2 separate regions of the Mus musculus genome follow, and region 1 is linked to region 2. The links are chromatin contacts, called in public Hi-C maps. All regions are on one chromosome and are shown on one strand. Each heading gives the region's core, a stretch centred on a gene start, on an enhancer-like site or on the middle of the called end of the contact. The rest is flanking DNA. Distances are from core to core; before and after follow the strand shown. Region 1 holds the start of Gm15969 (a long non-coding RNA gene). Region 2 has its middle 12 kb from the start of Gm42350.

Region 1 (5,903 bases), core at 2,585-5,084, 140 kb before region 2:
AAGGCCAGAGGCCCTTCTGGTCTCTGCTACAGGTCCCTGGGCTGGTCCTTCCACATCAAAAGGTCGAGTGTAGCAGGCATAGCTATGAGCCATCTGCACAGGTAAGAGGCGAAGCTGACGCCAGACTCTTTCTAACCTCCTATTTCCCGAGCTCTGGGTCCACGGAAGCTGAAGGACCCAAAAGGCAAGGGCTCTGTGTCTGGGCACAGGCAGAAGGGGATGGTGGGGCTTCAAAGATCTCAGTGCCACTTAGATGTCAGGTTCTAAGCCAACAGCTTTTCTCTCCCTCTTTTTGGGTAGAGCTCCCTGGGCCTTCGTTCCCCAACCCTTCCCCACTCCCAGTAACTCATAAGGGGGAGAGCAGAGGCTGGAGCAGACAGAGCTCAAAGAGGGCAGGTGATGGTCCCCCAGCCCTCAGCTGCTGCCCTCCATTGGCTGGCAAGGTGCTCACACTCCCTTACTGCTGGTGGACGCATCCTGAGTCACCCTGCCCCAGAGCTGTGCTGGGGGCGTGGGGGTGTGTGGCACCTCCAGGGTAGGGGAACACTGGTAGGGGACAAGGCAGAGAGTGTCTGGGTAGCACCAAGGAAGGCAGGCGGGGAAGAGCCCTTCTATTGAGTATGCTCTACAGTGGACAAGCTAGAACTGTTTCTAGAACCCTCAACCTGCTGTCTGCCCCCAGGGGCACAGGCATGGAGTGTCAGCTGGACAAGGAGATCTCTGATGGAGGGAAGCCATGTGCCCTCCCACACTAGAGAATAGCTACCAAGATGGAGGCTTTTTAGATCTGCACCAAACTTCAGAACTACAAGGCCAAGGCCTAAGGGGATTTTGCTGAAAGCCAGGGTCAGTCTCTGCCCAGGATCAGACAGAGCAAGGGACCCAATTTCTCTCTTGCCCAGAAGATACCAGGCCCCCTTCTGCTTAAGGGACCTTCCACAACCTTGGACACTAACTGTCCCTGAGTCTCTCCTTGGTCCCCGCAGAAGTTCCCTGCTGGGAGTATCAGGTCTCACACTCTTCCACCCCTCCAAGAACTGCAACAGCTCTAAGCAGAACTTCTGGGGTACAGGGTACAGGGTAGGAAGTCCAGCACCCTAGATCTACAAGGGCTCTGTCCTGGTTTATCCACTGACAATGACGAGACTGTGGAAGGGGCCTTCCTGTTGCCGGGACTGTGTTCCCACAATCCTTTGGGGCTGGCTGTGCTGTGGAAGGGAAGTAGGGCAAGAACTATCTAGGAATCAGGAAAAGGGCCTGGGACAGACAGAGCCTGGGTCATAGGCATAGCCCCAGAAGAGGTGAGGAGGCAGCTTGTGACAGTCGGCAGCACCTCCTCACCATCTCTGTGGCCTACTGCCTCAATCCCTTTACCGACAGTGAGGAGGACATGAGGGGACTAATTTAGGAGTATTTTTAAAACCGTGGCCCTGGTGGATGGGTTTAGCAGTTGTCAGCCATCTGGAATAAGGAATTACAATCACCCCTCCCTAATCCTATATTCCCTAAACCCTAAAGCTGGTTAGTGTGGGGATGAGGCAGCAGGTGGGTGTGGGGGGGTGCCTGTTCCAGAAAGGAGCCCCCGCCCCCCGCCTCACCCCGCCCCACCTAGGAGTACCCTCCCTCCCCCTTGGAGGGTGCCTGGGCCCCGGGGTGTGGGCTGAGGAGCCCAGTGTGTTTGGAGCCCACTCGGCTCCCCCACCGCTCACGCCTGCTCACTCCCCAGGCCTCGCTGGCTTGCGCAGGGGCCGTCAGGTAAATTAGATCTGAAAGCTGACAATTTCTGACCATATTTCCTTGATTATTTCAAACAAATGCACAGCAGCCGCTGTAAGGAGATTAAAGTGACATAAACGTCCCGAGTGGGAGGGGGGAGGGCAGAGGATTCAGGTCACCCCCATCCGTCCCCCGCCTGACAGACGCTATATCGCTATCCAATCCAATAAAAAATCCCCCCCTTTTGCTTTAATTAATTTTACAGCTAGCTTGCTTAATTACTTTCAATCAAAATCCTCCTGCCATCGCAAAATTAGAGATGGTTGAGCTCCATTAGCCTAAATTCTTCATTTCCATATAGAAAAGAGGCTGTCGACAGAGCCAGCCCGGGCCCCTGGCAGGACAGACACCCGTCTGCCCACCCGCCGCCAGACAGCCCACTCTGCCTTCCATTCTCCGGCTATGGCTGCCTTCTGCATGTCCCCTCATCCTTTCTACCATGACACCGTAGACTGAGGGTTCAGGTGGGGTGTCCTCACTGTCCCCTAGATCGTCCCCAGACTTCATGTGGAGGCATTGGGGCTAGGCTGAACTAGAGGCCAGGTAGACGTGGAGGTTTGCCTCTATGGAAAGAAACAGCTGATCCCAGGGTTCTCCCCTTACCAGCTGCCTCTCAACAGAGCTTCAGGCCCTGGCTACCCAGACTCCTAACTCTGGGCCCTCTGCCCTCCAAGGAGCTCTTGGCAGAGCAAGAACACTCCAACTCTTGGAGTTTAGCCTGTCCGTATAGACACTGGAACCAACATCACCCAGGGTTCCCTCTACCAACTCCTGGCTAGGGCTACTGCCCACTGCCAGAGCGACTGTAGGGCCAGCTGTCTCCGTGGCACAAGGCAGCACGGCAGCCCCCACAGACTAGCGGTGTCTTGCCCCCACCCCCACCCCCCCACCTCCCAGCCAGTTCCCAGTTTGCAGCAGCTGCTTCTCCTCCCCCAGCCTGGTTGGTGGGTGGTGGGTCTGGGCTCTGTCCACATCCTGTGCTCGGCTGGCCGGCTCCCTTCTCCTCCCTGCCACCTGCCTTATCCTCATAACCCCAACCCCAGCTCCTGAAACTCCACTTCAGGTTTTCTATGCTACAGCCCTGAGTGACACCACAGGGTCCAGCCCAACCTGGGATCCAGCTGATTAAGGATCTGCAACAGGATGTGGGGATTATAATAAAACCTGGCTCTGGACCTTCGGGGGCAGTAGGCCAAGCCTGGGCTCCAGGACTCCTCTCCCCTCCTCTCACTACCATGACCCCCAGCCAAGTTGTCAAGTGATGACAGTTCAGGGGGTCTACACAGTTCCAGCTAGACTCTGGGAAGTGAGCAAACGGGCTGGTGTCAAGGCGGACCTGGAGTAAGCCTGTCAGAATGGCAGGGTGGGGTGGGGAAAAGGAGTCAGTGATGTATGAAGTCTGCCTTGTACCCCCTAGCTCTTCTTGGGGTGGCAAACCAGCCTGATCTCCTTTAGAGAACCAATGTGACACTGGGACAGTGTGCCAGCACAGCTCCTGGGCAGAGGCAAACCAGTAAAGAAAAAGGTGCCCCGTGGGTTGTGTGAGACCCTTCCAGACAACAGGCCCTAGAGTTCGCCCTTGGCTACTGGTGTGGCTGTGGCCGTCTAACACCAGGATGTGAGGCCAGCTCCTGATGGATGAGCGGCTGAACTTGGAGCCTGCATCTTAGGACCCCCCCCCCCATCTGCTCCCCTCTGGTCCTCCTCTAATCCACACAGGTCCAAACAACCCTCCTTCTCAGATGCTTCTCCGAGCTTCTCAGATGCATCTTGAGTCCCTATTGGCACTGCTCAACCTGGCCCTCAGGATCCTAGAGGACCATCTGAAGTCTCTTGGGAAGCCTGTAGGCTAACAAGGACACACTGTGCGCCGCTTCCCAACCACCGAGAGAGAAGCAGCAACATGAGTGAGTTCAGGGGGCTCCTGGAGGTTACCTGATCCTGCTGAGTGACAGGCAAGGAAGGTGACACAAGGCTGCCCTGGTTCCTTTGCTTCCTGCACTGGGCCCATCACACGAGCCTGTATGTCTCTCTTACCTCCTTACCTGTGACTCATCACCCCAAGGACAGAGACAGAAGAGGCTGCACAGCCACAGTCTATGGGCATCCGCCCACTTCTTGCGGCTCTCTGTCCACTGAACTGGGGTGAGCTTCATTCCCACTTTACCCAGACCATCGTGCCTGGCCCAGCTGGGCAGAGGTGGAAGGGTAGATAAGAAAATAGGTTCTGAGTCCTAGAGACACCTACTGTGGGATGACACAGCTCAAACTCTCCTCCATGCCAGGTAGTACCGTGAGGCTACACAGTATACCCCAGGCCTCCAGAACACTGACCGCTACGCAGAGGGTCCAACCTCAATCCTAGGCCTGGCCTCCCTTCTCCTAGGCATCCTTCAGGGGCCCTAGTGACCATATCATTTGTGAGACGCCCTCTAGATCATCCCCTCCTCTGGTCCTCATCTCTGACCCCTGTTCTTGTTTGTAGGCCCTCTACAGTAACAACTCCTCCATCCACCTCATTTGACCAAGAGATCTACAGGACGGAACTACTGTTCAGCACAGTGTCTGTCCAATAAATATTTACTGAAATGAACACAGACCGCTAAGAGCTTCTTGCGTTGACTAGGGCTGAGCGGAGGACCCAGGGTGTGGCCTGACTTCTTAACCAGACCCTGCCTAGCTCTAAAAACCTTTCCTGCTTGCTGGGGTGGGGACTCCCTGGGTGGGACTCAATTGACACTGTGAGTGTCTTGCCCTCTTTAGCCCCAGGCTCACCTCCAAATGCCCTTCACAGGACTCTGCCCAGAGAACAAAGAAGGCCCCAGTTGTTCCTGCATTTCTCTGTAAGAGGAACAACTGTTGCTGGTCAGTCCTTTCTGAATAAACCCAGCAACTGTTTGCAGCGTAGAGCAATTTTCTCCCTCTGCCTTGTCCTTGTCCCAAAAAGGAGAAAAGGAGATTAAAAAAGAAAGATGGGGGAGAGCCCATACCAAGCCCCACAAACTCCCTACACCCGCTCTCAAGTCTGTCTGGAAATGTTATGAGCACAAAGAGCACAAGGACAGCCACCTGCTGTCCCTGACAACTGGGACAGCCGCAGCTAAGGGACAGGCTGTGAGATCAGGACCCAAAAAAAGGAGGTGAGAAAGTGGACGGTGGAGGGAGGCAAGGGGGGTTTGAAGAGGGACAACAGGAAAGATCAAAACCAAGAAGGTGTGGGGAGGGGGGCATCTGGCCAGGACCTGCAGGTACAGAGACCCATACAGCCCAGATGGCTCCTGAAAGTCAGGCAAAATGGAATGGAGGGGTGCTCTGTGGGACACTGGATGTGATGGGGGTGGTGAAGAGGGAGAGAAGAGGAGGACTGGAGAAGAGGGAACGAGGTCTATTAAAATCCTCTCAGTGCATAACACAAAATGTCAGGGTTTATAGCTTCATTCTTGGCTTTGCTGGGACTGAGAACCCTGAACAGAAATGTCACCGCTTGTCATGTTTAATCACCTGCTGTTTGTTAACACCTCCCCTGCAAGGAGCCTGTCTCAATCTGCCCCTGGGCCCCCAAGGGACCTGGAAACTGAAAACATCCAGGCTTCTTCTCAGGGGCTCTTAGCCCTGCCTCGGGTTCCCGGGAGCTCCTTCTGCCGCCATCTGTAGACTTGCAAGGAGTCCCAGGATGACCCTTCTTATCAAGAGGGTCATGACCCCACTGGCAGGAGCTGGCACGCTTGGCTTGGAAGAGCCTGGTCATCCATCGCCTGCCCTCCAGACTATCCCACCTGCTGCCTCCACCCAGAGCCTAGAGAAAGTCAGTCAAGGAAGGCCTGAACTTCACTGCTGCCAGCGTGACCATCAATGGCTACAGCACATCTATCTCATCTACCCTTATCCAAGCACACCGACTGTGGTTCTGGCTTGGTTCCCTCTCAGACCCCCTCCTTTCTGGGTTGTTTAGGAATGCCCATCCCTACTGCTTTGTAACTTCTCCCTCTTGGGCAGGGTAGATATCTGTAGTGCCAGGGTGGTTATGCCCCAAGTACCCTCCAGTCTCCCTAAGAACACTGCGATGCTCCCCACCTCCTAATTCATAATTTGGTCAAATCCGGCAAAGCACTCAGGTTCTCTCAAAC
Region 2 (5,446 bases), core at 2,330-4,829:
GGCAAGCCACTCAACTCTGAGCCTTCTTTTTGGCATCTGTAAAATGGGGATAATAATAGTAACAGTCAGCCTGGCAAATGGATTAAATGTAATATGTGCAAAGTGGCTGGTAATTGGTCAGCCTTCAATTAGTGGCAGCTATGACTCTTGTCAATGAGCAGAGAAGAAGACAGAAAGCCTAGGCAGAGGACCTTGTTTAGCACAGGAGAGATCTGGGGCTGAGTAGGAAGGTCAGGTGTCACACCCAAGGAGGAGGGAGAGGGGGATGGGGCAGGAAGAGGAAGGGAAGGGGAAGGTACTGGGAAGATGGCAGAGATAAATATATGTCATGATCTTGCCCCATCTGGGTCACTGCTGCACCCTGGGAGCAATGACTCAGCTGCGAAGAAAAGTCCTCCACCCAGAGACTGGTCCCACAGGCCGTGTATGGCACAGGCCCACGGGCATGGCCAGCACATGCCAGGGAGGTTATGGAACGATGCCCGGGGTCACCCATCTACCCCAGGGCTGTCTTCACACCCCAGTCTGGGATGAGGACCCAGAGCCAGTCAGCTGACTCCCCTGAGGTAGGAGAGGCCCAGAGGGATGGAGACCTAGCAAGGCCTTAGAGAAGTTGAAGGTCACAAGATCCCAACATAATAAAACTGGGAAACCCAGCACCTGCCTCTCGCCACAGGTGCCCAGTCTACTCCTAGCCTACAGCATGAGCCTCGGACCTTATTATCCCCTCCAGAGACTTCTATGGGCCTAGGTGGACCCTGGTGTACTCAGAGAGGCTTTCCAGAGATTTTTGGGTCTCAGAGGTTGAGGTTGATTCTTATAGGCCTCACTCTCTGGAATGACAAACGGATGACAAACGGATCCATCTGTCCGTATGCCCCAGGGATTCACCTCAGCCCTGAACCTTCCAGATAAATTCCCTTTCTCTTCGCCTTCACTGTGACTCCCCCGAAAATCAGAAACTCTCTGCCTCTCCCAAGCCCCCCCACCCCCCCCCATGCTGGCTCAGTATGCTGTCTAAGCCGCTCATCTCCATCCAAGCCCTGGGTTAGCAGCTTTGCTTCTGGAGGCTTCTTCTCCCTCCCCTTTCCTCTTCCCTTCCCTTCCCCCAACCCTCCTGTGCCTTCTTTCTCTATGAGTGTGTATGTGCTCATGTGTAGGTATCACCTTGCTTGCTTCTCCCTGGGATTTATCACCGTGTGTGATGAGCCAGGCTGAAATCTTCCAAAGAACAATGACCGTGTGTGTTATCAGTGACCCCTCCTCCACCGCAGAATTGTGACCACAGCACAGAGGCAGGACATTTCCACAAACCCTTAGCACCACACATCAGAAGGCCCCCAGCAACCTCAAGGTAGGCAGAGACCCACATAGAAGGGGAATAGCCCATCTAAGCCCTGGGTTAGAAGGACTTCACTCTAGAAGAGGACGCTCAGGAGGGCCTTCCCCATCTCCTGGCATCTGCAAGATGAATTCATATGTAGACACCTACATTGCCTGCTCTGCTCTGAGTACCATGGGTCAGGCCCACCACAGGGTGGGAAAGCCATCTCTTTCTGGGCACGGTACTCAGGGCCTTTCCCAACCCAGCCCAACTGCTTTTTGTATCAGAAATAAACACATGTTAATAAAAGGTGATGATGCCAGGTGACGGGCGCTGCACGCCCACTGTGTGAGGTCATCTCCCATAGACTGTTACCTCATCTAGCCCCGGCTTGATTGACATGTTCATCCTCAGTTTAAGGTCGGTGACAAAAAAAACTAATATGTCTTAGGATGGAGCCGAGACCTGGGCCCAGGTGACTCTCCTTCTAGGCAAACTCTAATCTTAGAGGACCTTGGCAGCTCTCTCCCTGAGGTCCCTGAGCCAACGCCAATTTACCCTTTCAGATTCTCCCAAACGTTTTCTCAGTGATGGCTGTCATCTGGTAGAGGGCTTGCCTAATATGCCCCACACGAACTGGGCATGGCAGCTCCCCCTGTAATCCCAGCCCTGGGAAGACAGAAGCAGGAGGACCAGGAGTCTGAGATCATCCACAGCCACATGTTTGAGGCCAGCCTGGCCCATATACAGCTCTGTCTCAACGGGGAGAGATAAATGGCTAAAAGGTGTCTGCTGCACAAACCTAACAACCTGAGTTCGAATCCCTGAGATTTTTGCAGAATCTGGACACTATGGTGCATGTCTGTAACTCCAGCAATCCTTCAGTGAGGCTAGAGACAGGGGTTGACGAATTCCCCCAAAAGCTAGCAGGCCAGTGAGCCTGGGGCACCCAGCTGCGCTGGTTAGTTTTTATGTAACCATAGAGTCACCTTGGAAGAGGGAAGCTCAATTGAGGAACTTCCCAGATCAGATGGGCCTGTGGCCACTGCTGTGAAAGAGTATCTTGACTTATGACTGATGGGGAAGGGCCAAGCCCACTGTGGGTGGCACCATCCCCAGGCAGGTGGGTCTGGGTTGTGTAAGAAAGCTAACTGGGTACAAGCCAGATAACCGGCCAGGACACAGCACTTCCTGGACTCTGCTTCAGTTCCTGCGTGAGCTCGCTGACTTCTCTCGGTGATGGACTGTGACCTGGAAGTACAAGCTGAAGCAAGCCCTCTCCAGAGCTCTTTATCACAGCAACAGTGATAAAGCAAACGCCAGTGCAGCAGAGAGACCCTGCCTGCCTCAAAAGCAAAGGTGGACTGGGCAGTGGTGGCACACACCTTTAATACCAGTACTCAGGAGCCAGAGGCAGGTGGATTTCTGAGTTCGAGGCCAGCCTGGTCTACAGAGTGAGTTCCAGGACAGCCAGGGCTACAAATAGAAACCCTGTCTTAAAAAAAAAAAAAAAAAGCAAAGCAAAGGTGGAAAGCTGGCAGAGACGTTCTGCCTAACCACTTAGTTCAGTTCCCAGAACTCATATGGGTGAGAGGACTCCCAAAAGTTGTTCTGTGACCTAAAAAGATGTCACAGCATGCACATACTTGAACACACACACACACACTAAAAATTTAAAAGCCATAAAGGACCCAAGGTTATCACTGCATCATTCATTCATTCAACTCATTCATTCATTCTTTCACATGCCTTTGCTGAGCACCCACTATGCTGAGTACTGTCTTCTGTTATCCTCCAGGGGTCCCTAAGTCCCAGTGACCCCCGAGAGATGGAAGCTGGGTCAGGGAAAGAGGGGGCGCTCCACCTAGTATCGTGCATCTCCACTCCCTCTGATCAGTCATGCTTCCTAATTCAATAAGGTGAGAAGGAGTATAATTTGATCATATTTGTTTTGCACCACTGCAAAAACAGAAAATGAAGGGCTGCACAGCCGCGCCGATTTACTTCATCCGACCTTGATTAAAAGAAAATTAATTGTCGCATCTCTCAGGATATCACAGGCAGCAGCCAATGGCTCTCCAGGACACCACAAAGAGAGAGAAAGAGCGGCGCTTCGTGCCCTTTTCTCTAGCCATTTGCAGTCAGGCACAGGGGAGCTAGGACTGGGGGGCGAGGCTTATTGCAGGTTGTTGAGACCGGAACCGGACCCCTGAACTCATCCTTTCCTCTCTCACTAGCTCTGGACTGCATCCACTCCCACCTGCTGCCCGGCGCTGGTACTCCACCCCCAGAGCCCTCCACGGAAGCTCCCCCAAACCCTTAGAGCTCCCTCTTCCCTAAGACTGGCAGGTGTCCCACAAAGAAACCCCAAGAAGACACTCTCAAAGAATCAGGACCCCTCCAGCTGCGTCCTCACTCTTTCAGCCCAGCCTGGCTCCTGAGAGAAATAGGGAAGGAGGGGGCTTGGCGCTGCCCGGGGTGAGCCGGGGCGGGGTGTCACTGGGGAGAGAGCTCATGAAAAGTTAATGCCCCCTTGCAGGTTGTTGATTTTTGTTTGTTTTTCTCTTTTTGCCAGAAGAGAAGCCTCTTTCATTAGCCCAGACTGTCATTACCCGGCATTAAATTTTCATAGAGCGGGGCGGGAGGCCGGGCAAGGGGAGGCAGGCAGGGGGGCAGCCAGGGCTCTGGGCGGGCCTGTGGGGCTGAGCCCAGCTCCCCGAGGTCCCTGCCTGCATACTGCAAGTCTGAATTGTAGTAACTGCTTTTCCCCATCGCTCAGTGTGGCTTTTGATCTTCCAGCTGCTCATTTTGGTGGCTTCTTCTCTTATTCCCATTTTACAGTCAAGAAATTGAGGGTGCACCCCCTCCCTCTATCGGGGCTGAAATCGTAAGTGGAAGAGGGGACAAAGCGTCCCCCTTCATTCTGGCAAACGGAGATACAAACTGTGATTGGGGTACTTAACCCCCCCCCCCCACACACACACACCGTGAGAGCACGAGGGACCTGGAACTCCTTAGCCCAACTCCAGGAGGCTGGTAGGCAGTTCTGCTCAGCCAGGCTAGGATCGCCATGCTTGTGGGCCCTGCGACCCGCCAGGCAGGTGTCAAGACCATCACAATGGTGCACCTGGTGTGGGCACCAGGCCTGCCCATTCAGCAGGGAACAATCACGGCTAGGCTGCCTCTGGCACAGAGGCCTCCAGGGGCTGTGAACCGAGGGCAGTGAGCAGATGGGCCTCCGGGTGTCAGGTTTCCAGTCTAGGGTAGGGAGCAGGATCTCTAGAGGGGCAGAGGGGAACAGCCAGGCTTCTCCCAGGCCCGCGGCCCCTCCCCTCCCTGCCTCTGGTCCCAGAGTAGGTGGGCATACTGACTGCCTACCACCTCCTAGAGAGGGACACAGAACCTAGCTGGGACTGAGGTTGCCAGGGGGAGATGCCTGTGTGCTTCTCAGCTGGGGGATCATACAAAGGCTGGACTCTATAGCCATCCGGGTTCCAACTACTCCCGAGAACTCTCTGTTTGTCCCCTCCCACGCCCCCCCCCCCCGCCGCTGTAGTCAAAGGGGGCTACAGCTTGAGAAAAGTGGGCAGTCTCAGAAGAGACCAAGCATGCCAGGCAGAGGGGCCAACAGGTAGGTGGTAAAGAGTCCTGCCTTGTGGGTGCTGCTGTTGGGACTAGAATGAGGTGGTACACTCAGCATAGGGTGTTCACACTGCCCACATGTCATTCGAGTGGGTTTCCAGTAGCCTCTGGGAATACCACTTTACAGTGAGAAGTTCTGCCTTGTGACAGTTCTGCCCTCCTGTCCTGGGAACCTTCTGGGTGCCTTCTAGGGGGCTGTTGGGTGTCTATTTCCTTCACCCTGACAGTAGTTTATCCTTCATCAGAAAGTAGGGCAGAGACACTGGAGAAGGAACATGTCCCCTCACCAGCTATGCTCTGCCCAGCTGAGTCCTACTAACTCTGACCTTGACCTCAAAGCACCAGGGATCTGTGGGGTTGGAAATGGGAGACCTGAGAATGGATGGGAGAGAGTCCTAGCCGCTTGTGTTACAGAGAGGAAACTGAGGCCCGGAGAAGGTTATATCATCCCTGACCCGAGTGTTTGCAGCCATGCAGTGG

The links. Hi-C and Micro-C count contacts between places; a contact is called where the count stands out from the background.
Region 1: a contact with region 2 is called in a Hi-C map of the N1E-115 cell line, with 2.6 times the contacts expected there. The contact joins two enhancer-like sites. A contact is called at or near these places in 6 of 39 promoter capture datasets (the C10 cell line, cranial neural crest, frontonasal cranial neural crest and 3 more), 1 of 484 Hi-C or Micro-C datasets (the N1E-115 cell line), 15 of 115 datasets of contacts at active chromatin or transcription factors (differentiating embryonic stem cells, double positive thymocytes, embryonic basal ganglia and 7 more) and 1 of 9 other capture datasets (adipose tissue).

The regions. Positions count from the first base shown.
Region 1 is chr4:148,911,977-148,917,879 of GRCm38.p6, reverse strand. The region is part of intron 4 of Casz1 (castor zinc finger 1); the gene reads right to left. It overlaps Gm15969 (a long non-coding RNA gene), which reads left to right and starts at 26. Exons shown (of 3, transcript XR_003955174.1): 1 at 26-101; 2 at 3,496-3,683; 3 at 4,262-4,310. Within about 2 kb of position 3,834, at least 20 of the 459 cell types and tissues checked have an H3K27ac peak or open chromatin away from gene starts, as enhancers often do. A contact at or near this core is called in the N1E-115 cell line, where this site is marked.
Region 2 is chr4:148,769,859-148,775,304 of GRCm38.p6, reverse strand. No RefSeq gene overlaps it. Among named protein-coding and RNA genes, the nearest start is that of Gm42350, 12 kb to the left of the region's middle. Within about 2 kb of position 3,579, at least 46 of the 459 cell types and tissues checked have an H3K27ac peak or open chromatin away from gene starts, as enhancers often do. A contact at or near this core is called in the N1E-115 cell line, where this site is marked.